Linked DNA regions of Pan troglodytes: region 1 is linked to region 2. Evidence: chromatin contacts called from public capture Hi-C data. All regions are on one chromosome and are shown on one strand. Each heading gives the region's core, a stretch centred on a gene start, on an enhancer-like site or on the middle of the called end of the contact. The rest is flanking DNA. Distances are from core to core; before and after follow the strand shown. Region 1 overlaps JAM3 (junctional adhesion molecule 3). Region 2 overlaps IGSF9B (immunoglobulin superfamily member 9B).

Evidence for each region. Capture Hi-C pulls out chosen DNA fragments and counts their contacts.
Region 1: a contact with region 2 is called in a capture Hi-C map of stem cell-derived neural stem cells, with 4 times the contacts expected there. The contact joins two enhancer-like sites. A contact is called at or near these places in 1 of 7 Hi-C or Micro-C datasets (stem cell-derived neural progenitor cells) and 1 of 1 other capture datasets (stem cell-derived neural stem cells).

Annotation. Positions count from the first base shown.
Region 1 is chr9:136,099,735-136,104,946 of NHGRI_mPanTro3-v2.0_pri, forward strand. It overlaps JAM3 (junctional adhesion molecule 3), which reads left to right. Exons shown (of 9, transcript XM_529458.9): 2 at 3,217-3,282; 3 at 4,055-4,168. Among named protein-coding and RNA genes, the nearest start is that of JAM3, 72 kb to the left of the region's middle. Within about 2 kb of position 2,892, at least 8 of the 24 cell types and tissues checked have an H3K27ac peak or open chromatin away from gene starts, as enhancers often do. A contact at or near this core is called in stem cell-derived neural stem cells, where this site is marked.
Region 2 is chr9:135,889,468-135,895,035 of NHGRI_mPanTro3-v2.0_pri, forward strand. IGSF9B (immunoglobulin superfamily member 9B) reads right to left here. Exons shown (of 20, transcript XM_016922322.4): 4 at 5,521-5,568; 5 at 5,090-5,207; 6 at 3,767-3,908; 7 at 3,331-3,476; 8 at 579-721; 9 at 163-303; 10 at 1-77. Among named protein-coding and RNA genes, the nearest start is that of IGSF9B, 24 kb to the right of the region's middle. Within about 2 kb of position 2,659, at least 9 of the 24 cell types and tissues checked have an H3K27ac peak or open chromatin away from gene starts, as enhancers often do. A contact at or near this core is called in stem cell-derived neural stem cells, where this site is marked.

The DNA of each region.
Region 1 (5,212 bases), core at 1,642-4,141, 210 kb after region 2:
AGTCCCTTAGAGCCAGTGGTGGCGTCTCGTCGAAGTCGTGGCGCTCATACTGAAATGTTTATGGCCAATAGTCCCTTAGAGCCAGTGGTGGCGTCTCGTCGAAGTCGTGGTGCTCATACTGAGAGAAATGTTTATGGCCAGTAGTCCCTTAGAGCCAGTGGTGGCGTCTCGTCGAAGTCGTGGTGCTCATAACTGAGAGAAATGTTTATGGCCACTAGTCCCTTAGAGCCAGTGGTGGCGTCTCGTCGAAGTCATGGTGCTCATACTGAGAGAAATGTTTATGGCCAATAGTCCCTTAGAGCCAGTGGTGGCGTCTCGTCGAAGTCGTGGTGCTCATAACTGAGAGAAATGTTTATGGCCACTAGTCCCTTAGAGCCAGTGGTGGCGTCCCGTCGAAGTCGTGGTGCTCATAACTGAGAGAAATGTTTATGGCCACTAGTCCCTTAGAGCCAGTGGTGGCGTCTCGTCGAAGTCATGGTGCTCATACTGAGAGAAATGTTTATGGCCAATAGTCCCTTAGAGCCAGTGGTGGCGTCTCGTCGAAGTCGTGGTGCTCATAACTGAGAGAAATGTTTATGGCCACTAGTCCCTTAGAGCCAGTGGTGGCGTCCCGTCGAAGTCGTGGCGCTCATACTGAAATGTTTATGGCCACTAGTCCCTTAGAGCCAGTGGTGGCGTCCCGTCGAAGTCGTGGTGCTCATAACTGAGAGAAATGTTTATGGCCACTAGTCCCTTAGAGCCAGTGGTGGCGTCTCGTCGAAGTCATGGTGCTCATACTGAGAGAAATGTTTATGGCCAATAGTCCCTTAGAGCCAGTGGTGGCGTCTCGTCGAAGTCGTGGTGCTCATAACTGAGAGAAATGTTTATGGCCAATAGTCCCTTAGAGCCAGTGGTGGCGTCTCGTCGAAGTCGTGGCGCTCATACTGAAATGTTTATGGCCACTAGTCCCTTAGAGCCAGTGGTGGCGTCCCGTCGAAGTCGTGGCGCTCATACTGAAATGTTTATGGCCACTAGTCCCTTAGAGCCAGTGGTGGCGTCCCGTCGAAGTCGTGGTGCTCATAACTGAGAGAAATGTTTATGGCCACTAGTCCCTTAGAGCCAGTGGTGGCGTCTCGTCGAAGTCATGGTGCTCATACTGAGAGAAATGTTTATGGCCAATAGTCCCTTAGAGCCAGTGGTGGCGTCTCGTCGAAGTCGTGGTGCTCATAACTGAGAGAAATGTTTATGGCCAATAGTCCCTTAGAGCCAGTGGTGGCGTCTCGTCGAAGTCGTGGCGCTCATACTGAAATGTTTATGGCCACTAGTCCCTTAGAGCCAGTGGTGGCGTCCCGTCGAAGTCGTGGCGCTCATACTGAAATGTTTATGGCCACTAGTCCCTTAGAGCCAGTGGTGGCGTCCCGTCGAAGTCGTGGTGCTCATACTGAGAGAAATGTTTATGGCCAGTAGTCCCTTAGAGCCAGTGGTGGCGTCCTGTCGAAGTCGTGGTGCTCATACTGAGAGAAATGTTTATGGCCAGTAGTCCCTTAGAGCCAGTGGTGGCGTCCTGTCGAAGTCGTGGTGCTCATACTGAGAGAAATGTTTATGGCCAATAGTCCGTTAGAGCCAGTGGTGGCGTCCCGTCGAAGTCGTGGTGCTCATAACTGAGAGAAATGTTTATGGCCACTAGTCCCTTAGAGCCAGTGGTGGCGTCTCGTCGAAGTCATGGTGCTCATACTGAGAGAAATGTTTATGGCCAATAGTCCCTTAGAGCCAGTGGTGGCGTCTCCTCGAAGTCGTGGTGCTCATACTGAGAGAAATGTTTATGGCCGATAGTCCCTTAGAGCCAGTGGTGGCGTCCTGTTGAAGTCGTGGTGCTCATACTGAGAGAAATGTTTGTGGCCACTTTCCTTAGAAGGAGCCCGTGTGGCCTTGGTAGAGACTCGGAGCCTCACATATCATTCTTTACTAGTGCATCACTGGGCGCTTTCATTTTGAAGGAGAAGTAGAAGGGGCTGCACATGCATGGGATGTATTTCTGGCTCCCAGAGGGAGTAGCCATGGTTATCCAAACAAAATAACGTTATCTTCACTTGTCCTTTGTTGTATAACTTTTTGTAGAAGTGTTTTAGGAACCAATAGCAATTCAGGTATATTACACTTCTGTTTTCCATCCCTTTTTGTTGAATTATTGTTTAGGGCTTTTGCTAGAATTAGTGAAATCTGACTATTTAGAAAGAAAAGATCCATGTAGCTGGGCCATTAAAGAAGAGAAAGGAAAAGAATGGGCTGTGTGAGGCTGCCCAGTATGCAAGGAGTTAAAGCAGCTTGGAGCAGAGTTGCTCTGTGATTTTCTTTAGCGGTGATCATAAGCCAGGACCCAGAGACCTTCATCAAGGTGTTCTGTATGAAGGCCTTCTTTGGGGATGGCATGTTTTATTGGAGGCATGGCAGCTAAAGAATACTATGTTGTAGGTAGTCCATGTACCTACTTGATCTTCTCTCCAAGATTAGTTGAGAACTTTTGAGACCATGGTAAACAGGTGTCTGATGTTTGCCCAAACCCATAAGGAATCAGATGCTAGTTTTGAAAGGGATTGCCATGCAAGTAGTTATCTTGCTTTCATCAATGATATAAACTCAGCTTCGTGAAAATTACCGTGTTATATTATTATTTTTCTCATTTCAACAAAGACCGGTGAAAACTTCGTGGACTGGAACCACCGGGTTGCTCATACAGCGAGGTGGACTCCTAGCTGGTTGATAACCATACCCAGAGAGTGTTGATGCCGTCCCGAAGGGAAGAGTTCCAGCCCAAGAGTCTGGCCCATATCACGTGCCACTGAGGGTGCCTGTGCAGGATTGGAAGCCTGGGGAAGAGGGGATGATGGAGGGAGGAAGGGCAGAAGGCCCGGGCAGGTCTGGGAGGAGAGGTGTCGAAGGGTCAATAGGAAATGCTTAGACAAAGGCTTTAAAGCTCTGAGGGCTTTGTTCTGGGACTAGAAAGGAGAAGGAGTTCTTAGAACTCTTCTCTTTCCCTTGGCTCCTTCCAGTGAAGGTCAGATTTGAGAGAGAAAGCAGTTAACTTGGCTTACCTAAGAGACTTTATTGTGGAATATTTTTCCATCCTCTGTGGTTAGTAACCATAGCCTACGCAGACGGGAAAACCTGACCTCAGTGCAAGGTTTCTCTGCCGTTTGAGATACATTTTCTCTGATTTTACTTTTCTTTCTCCTTCAGGCTGCCTGATAGGGGCTGTAAATCTCAAATCCAGCAATCGAACCCCAGTGGTACAGGAATTTGAAAGTAAGTACAAACGAAATGCCTAGGATAATGGGCACCATCTACTGGACATTTGGTGTCTTGCAGCCAACTCAGGACACATCTGTCTCTGTAGTGTGCCAGGGAGATGTCCCGGGTGGACTGCTCTGCGGTGCACAGGCCTAGAAGCATGGCATCAGCAGGCCGGCAGTGAGCCCTGTGCGGTTTTCCATCAGCTGTCATCGCACTCCTGCCTGGCTTTGTGATCACACAACAAAGAAATTTCTTTTTTCTTTTTGAGATGGAGTCTCGCTCCTGTTGCCCAGGCTGGAGTGTAGTGACGCAATCTTGGCTCACTGCAGCCTCTGCCTCCTGGGTTCAAGCGATTCTCCTGCCTCAGCCTCCTGAGTAGCTGGGATTACAGGCACCCGCCACCACGCCTAGCTGATTTTTGTATGGGGTTTTGCCATGTTTGGCCTGACTGGTCTCAAACTCCTGACCTCAGGTGATCCACCCTCCTTGGCCTCCCAAAGTGCTAAGATTACAGGTGTGAGCCACCGCGCCTGGCCAAGAAATTTCTTATATACAAGCAGGGTGTTTAAGGGAGGGGGTACACTATGTAGTAAAATCCTTGCTAATTATCTTTATTGATTTTCTGGCAAAAAATCCTTTCTCAAAGTCTCTTGGAGTGTGGAGTTGGCTACGTTTTTAATCTGCATGAAAGGCCTCTTGAATTAGAGCTTGCAGGGTCTGGGTGCAGCTGAACCTAGAAGCACTCCACATTCACCGAGAGCTCTTTTTCTTCTTTGCGTGTTAGGTGTGGAACTGTCTTGCATCATTACGGATTCGCAGACAAGTGACCCCAGGATCGAGTGGAAGAAAATTCAAGATGAACAAACCACATATGTGTTTTTTGACAACAAAATTCAGGGTATGATCCTGTAGTCCTCTTGCTTGCTGACCTTTCCTCTGTCCATAGACCTGGGTGTACACTCTTGGCCAGAAACTTACCTCAGACTGGTAACCTGCATCTGTAGCTAGGACCGTTTTTTTTTTTTTAAAGATTTCTAATTATGGAAAATTTCAAATATATGCAAAAGTAATGCAAATGGTATATCAAGCCTCCCTGTCCCTGTCCCCCAGCATCAACAAGTGCAGTTCATTAGCTAGGATCTTAATCTGCTCACAGCCCCATCTCTTTGGGAAATCAAAGTGAACATTTTCCTAGGCCATCTTCTCATGATCCTGATGTGAGTGATGTAGGTGAGTGAATGAGAAGGACCATATGTTTCAGCAACGGCACAGCACAAACAGACTGAGCCACCCACTGTGTTTCTGGCTTGGTGCTGGGGTTGCCGATGGGGAGAAAACACGGGGTACCCGGAAGTGACATCCTCCGGGTGGGAGGATGGTGGTCAGGGAAGGCTCCCCAAAGTGGCCTCTCTGGGTGCCGTGTGAAGGGTGGCTGCTTAGCAGGCAAGATGGTGTGGAGGGAGGTGGTGGTCAGGAGAGAATGCTGTGTATGAAGACGCAGAAGCAACAGACGGACTGGCTGATGGGAAAGACTGCAAGTTCCCCACTGTTGCCGGTACATGGACAGGGAGAGAGGGAGGAGAGGGGCTGGAGAGGTTGCCTGGCCAGGCAGACTGCACTGAATGCCAGGCGAGCATGGGCGGTATCTGAGGGCCCGCTGTGAGGCTCTCAGCGGAGGTGCCGTGGCTGCATCTATGTTTCAGAAGACTGAAGTGGCTGCTGTAGAGAAGAGATTGGAGGCGGCACAACTCAGAGCAGAGGCCCAAGTCAGAGGCCTTCTGCAGAGTCCGGGAGAAGGCTGGCGGGGGGCCCCAAGCTGGGGTGCAGGCAGGGAGAGAGACTCGAGGGGAGGCCTGCTGGGGCTTGGCTGTGCCAAGGGGCACAGAGGGAGGCAGGCAGGTGGCTGGAGAGGAGGATGGCATCCTTTTTCTGACAGGAGGGC
Region 2 (5,568 bases), core at 1,409-3,908:
GCACAGGGGATAAGCAGCTCCCGGCCGGCCTCCTGCCTGTACTCCCAGCCTGGTAGCACCGTGAAATAGGGGGGGTCCTGGGGAGGAAAGCACAGGCACCCTCGTGAGGCGGGGGATCCAGGTGCCCAGCTCATGGAGGCCGTCACAGCCCCGGGACCTCACCTTCAGGACAAGCCTCGCAGGGGCAGACTGGCCCATGGTCCCCAGGGTGTTGTAAGGCACACAGGTGTAAGTGCCAAGAGCCTCCTCTGTGGCCTCCTCAATTCGAATGGAGCCATCCTCCATCAGGGTCCAACCCAGGTTCTGCCAGACATAGACGATAGGGCAGGGAACGCTGGTCAGAGACTCCGTGCTCCATCCCAGGCTGGGTCCCAGCTGGGCCAGGCAGCATGCAGGATGGTACAGGAGCTCCAGCCTGGGGCGGACGGCACCCGCAGACCCCTACGGAAGCAGCTCTCTGTTTGCCCAGGGCTTTTGGAAGGGGCCAGGAGTCCTGGCAGAAATCCAGAGCCCAGAGGTGGCATCACAGTACTGGGGGGAGCCCTCACTCCAACCCTCAACATGCATCTCTCTAGCACCTTCTCAACCTGCAGGGGACGGCCGTCCTTGTTCCACTTGACCACGGTGGCCGGTGGTTCTGCGTCCACAGGGCAGCGGATGTAGCCATGGATCCCCACGGGCACGTAAATTACAGGGGGCATGTTGAGGACACGGGCTGGGTCTGCAGAGGAGGCGCAGGTGGGAGAGACAGACACAGGGAAGCCAGGTGAGAAGCCAGGCCGGAGGCAGCCCATGCACCAGCCCAGGTGCTCAGAACTTCTGTTCTGCGTGTCTGGAGGCACTCAAATGCACGTCCGAGCCTGCTCCAATCCTCAGTGCCCCTGTCATGCTTCTACCATGGACCTCACCCATTGAACGAGGTCCTCTCAATGTCCATTTCTCTCTGTTCCTAGACCCTGAGCCTCAAAGCCAGCATTTGCCCACACCCTTCCCCAACAGCTCCTTATCCCAAAGTCTCCTGAGCAACAAGCAGTCCCCGCCTCTACATCCGAAGTCAAAAGAAGAACACTATCGTAGGCTTAACCACAAAGGGGGTATTTTTCCTCCCCATTCTGCTGGTTGACCAGCCTTCCTTGGATTCACTTCCCCATCTGATTCTGCAGCTGAAATGCAGAATCAGGCCAGGTGCAGTGGCTCACACCTGTAATCTCAACACTGTGGGAGGCTGGGGTGGGAGGACTGCTTGAGGCTAGGAGTTTAAGACCAGCCTGGGCAATTTAGCGAGACTCCAACTCTACCAAAAAAATCTTTGAATGATCTGGGCATGGTGGCACACACCTGTAGTCCCAGGTACTCTCAAAGTTGAAGCGGGAGGATCACTTGAGCCCAAGAGTTTGAGTCTGCAGTAAGCCATGATGGCACCACTGCACTCCAACCTTGGTGACACAGCAGGACCCTGGCTCTCGGAGGAGCAACAAGAACCCCACACCTCTTGCGATGCAGGCTGAGTCACCTCCTCTCAGTACTCCCCTATTTCCCCTGAGGGCTACGGAGGAGAAGGATCCAGAACTAGGAAGGCAGTGAGGATGAATGAGCTGGTGTCTTTTAAGCATTTTGAGCTCTTCAGAGAACAGTGTTACATAAATACCAGGCCGAGTTATATATTTAGAATAGCTTCCTACTTTTGTATGGTAGAGGTTTTTTTTTTTTCCTCCAAGGTTTCCAAAGCGTTTATGAATGGGAAATACTCTGAACGCTGCTTTTTAGCAGAAATAAAAATCCTTGTCTCACCCACCTGTAAATCTCAACCCCCTGGATTTTCTTTGAAGACAGGAAGGAGGTAAAAAAGGACAAGGGGGAGTGGGTGGTGACGCTGGCGCCGGGGAGAGACAGGGAAAACCAAAACATGTCTCCAGAAAGACAGATGGCCTATGGCTTCGAGGAGGGGCCTTCGTCCTGGCCAGCTCGTCTTCCAAAGGCCACCTCCCGTTGGCTCCTCCTGCCCCACCATGGCCACCTCCGTGCCAGGTGGCACAGCCTGCGTCCAGCACAGAGGGACGGGGCGCACCTTTGTGGTGGACGGGTCTCTCCTTCCTGCAGTTCTTCCCCACCCCAGCACAGCTTGGGCACATCCTAAGTCATGTATGAATAACTTCTCGACTCGCTTTTTCCCGCTGCAGGTCTGGGGAGTGAGATCTGTTGTCCTGGGCCTCACGGCCCTCTAAAGCTTGGGCCTGGGAATACAGCACATCAAAAGTCCTTTAAGTGGCTGACGGCAGAAGCAGAGAGGCGATGCACTCCATGGAGAGGAAAGAGTGAGACTGCGAGGTTAGGGGTCCAATGGCGCTCAGCAGGCGCAGCGTGCTCCACCACCGCGACCAACAGTGGAATGTCCACATCCAGCTCTGGGCAGCAGTCGGACCAGCTCCACCTCCAGGGCCACCAGCCGTCCTCCACTTGTCCTCAGCTCGTACACTGACCCCGGTCTTGTCTCCAGACTGTTCCACTTCTCACCCCTGCCACTCCCTGTCGCTGGGTGTGAGCAATCCGCCCACACCAGCCGGGAAATGAGGGAGAGTCTGTTATCTACAGCAACAATGCCAGCCTTTGTTGCCTGAGTGACAGGGCCATCCACAAATCAAAAGGAAGATATTACTCCTCATTACTCATCCTTCTCTGTCTCAGGGCTCAGCTTGCCAGGGGGCGGGAAAGCAACTGGCTGCTCAGTATTAAAGATCAGCAAGCTGAATGGTGGTGCTTACACAAAAGCCCTCGAACGTCTGGGTGAGGAGCAGCTCATTCATCTGGATCTCCAGCCACCCAAGGGGAGAGGCCGCGGACGCCCGAGGGAGCAGGCGCAGGAGCTGGAGCACATCGCCCCCGACACAGACGCGGTGTGGAAAGGCAGGGAGTGAGGCTGGGAGAAACCTAACCCTGCATGGGCCTGGGCTATGCTCCATATGACACCTGAGAAAAGAGCGCCAGAGAGCAACTGGTTCTGGGCACAGAGGTGCAGGCCAGCCTTCAGCCCGAGGACCACCGTTCAGAAGGAACTGCTCGAAGGTGTCTTCCTGAGTGCAGCCTGCACTGAGCTGATGAGATGTACTGGCTGAACAGCGACGCCTGGCCAGCGAAGTAGGAGCTGCTCCACCCCAACTGTCCAGGGCCTCAGCCTCCTCTCCAGCCATCCCTCCTTCTTCTCTTATTAGTTCCTCCACCTACATGCCCCCAAATGATGCTTGGTCTTTGCTACCCTCCAGCCTACAGTCTGGCTAACACCAAAACCTTCTGGGAGCCCCACCACCCAGGCTCCCCCGCACCCCTACTCACACTGCACGGTCAGGTACGCCGAGGCGGAGGGGGAGCGCCCCAGGCTGTTGCTGGGCACACAGGTGTACTTCCCCGAGTCCTCCGGCTTCACCCGGAAGATGATCAGGGTCCCATCGATTAGGATGCGCACCCTCAGCTTCAGGTCGCTGCAAAGCGGCATGGGGACAAGGGGTTGGGCGAGCAGAAGGGGGTCTTGCCGCAGACACACAGTCACCGTCACTGCCCCAGATGTGGCATGGAGAGCCCGTGCCCCTGGCATCCCCAGGGCCCCTCCATGCAGACCCTGGCCTTGGCATGTGAGACACACGGACCAGACCGCCCACCTCCCCCAGCTCCAGGAGCCACGGGCAGCCTGCCCGTGCAATTTCTGCTCAGGGGCCCTGCCTGTGGGGGCTGGGGTGGCAACCTCATTGAAAAGTCAGAGCAGGGTGCTCACTTCTGAAAGTAGACGTTCTCGTCCTGCCAGTACCAGGTGTAGGTGAGGTTGCCCGGATACGCCTCTGCCCGGCAGGTGAGCAGAGCATCCTGGGAGATGTTGACGGTGATGTTCTCAGGAGGGGAGACGATGAAAGGGGGCCCTGGGGAGAGCAGGGAACAAACCCCACCTCGCCTGATCAGGGACGGCAGCAGCACCCAGGCCTCCTGGGAGCCCTCAGTGCCTCAGGAAGGGGTGCCCTGAACACTGCGATGGGGGCGGCTGTCATGGAGACACTTCCAGATGCTATCTGTGCTCAGGCATCCTGTCCACCACCCCTGCCCCCGCACCAGGCTCCCCAGACCAGCCACCACACACACACCCTTCCTGCCTGCCTTCTCCCAGCAGAGCCCGAGCCAGACATGCAGCAGGGAGAAAGGCAACTCTTTTCAAATCTAGAGCGAGGAATAGTCCAGTCTCAAGGAGTCAGGGCCGTGTGCTGCTCCCCAGCCAGAAATCAAGAGGGCAGCTGGGGGTGCAGGGGCCGAGGAGTAAGCAGAGGGTGAAAGTCCAGCAGTCCTGGTGCTGGCTGCACAGACAAAGGGGGCAGCGGCGACCAAGTCTCCCCTGAGAGGGAACAGCTTCCATCCAGGCTGCTGAGGGACCTCTGGCCCTGGCTGCTGCTCGGCACTCAGAGGCAGGAGGAGCATGCAGCCGCCACCAACCCCCCCAACCCCCGAGTTCCTCCAGGAGGCAGGGCTGGGGAGGCTAAGCCGGGGGCCGAGTTCAGCACAGGGTAGAGACCCCCTGACCGGGATGCTGCCCCATCCTGCACAGTTCCTGGCCCCTCTCTGGGGACTCTGGGGCTCCAGGCAGGGCAGACTGGCATCTCCCTGTGCTGACTATACAGACCCCAGCTCTGCCAAATGCCCACTGTGTTATTTAAATGTCTGGGGCTTGGATTGAGTTTCTATCTTTATTTATTGATGCCGTCACTAATGGATAGATGACCCGAGGGAGGTCTCCTCTCCCAGGGAGGTGGAGACATGGTAGAGATGCTATCTGAACAGAAGGAGAAACCAGAAACCCACACAGCAGGGGCCTCTCTGCCACGCCATGTGGTGCCTGGCCACGGCCTGTGGGCCTGGCCCTCTCCCAGGCAGCCGGTGCGGGAGCTCTGACCAGGGCAGCAGGCAGCACACAGGAGCCCCGCACAGGTCCTCATGGCCGCCTGCACCTCCACTAGCCCCAGCTGAGCTCTGGGAAAACGCCCTCCGTAGCTCAGCCGGGCTGGACATCCCCGCAGGAGCCCAGGGTTAAAGAGGCTGAGGAAATGGCTCCTACCTTGGACAAGCAGGTGGGTCGTGTGGACAGCCTCCCCCTGAATGCTGTACGCTCGGCAGGTGTAGGCACCTCTGTCCTCCCGACTGACCGATGTCACTGTCAGGCTGCCGTCACTCACCTGGCCCAAAACAGATGGAGCTCAGCACCCACGCTCACACCCACCGCTGCTACCCTCAAACAGGGAGATGCAGTCGGAGACACTAAGGTGGAGATGACCACAGGGACAGATGCATCTGGGGGACACGAAGGGCAGGTGCCCCCGTGCCCATCTCCCGCCAGCGACACAGAGACGCCTGCAGCTGAGCCAGGCTACAGCTTTCCAGCCTCCTCTGTGCTTGTGCCTGTAGCATCAGGGGTCGGCTGCAGTGGGAGGCTGCCCCGGGGAAACGGGGGAAGAGACCGCAGAGGCCCCAACCTAGAACCACACTCACCTGGTATTTCCCACTAGCACCGAGGAGCGTCCCCTCCTTGAGCCAGGT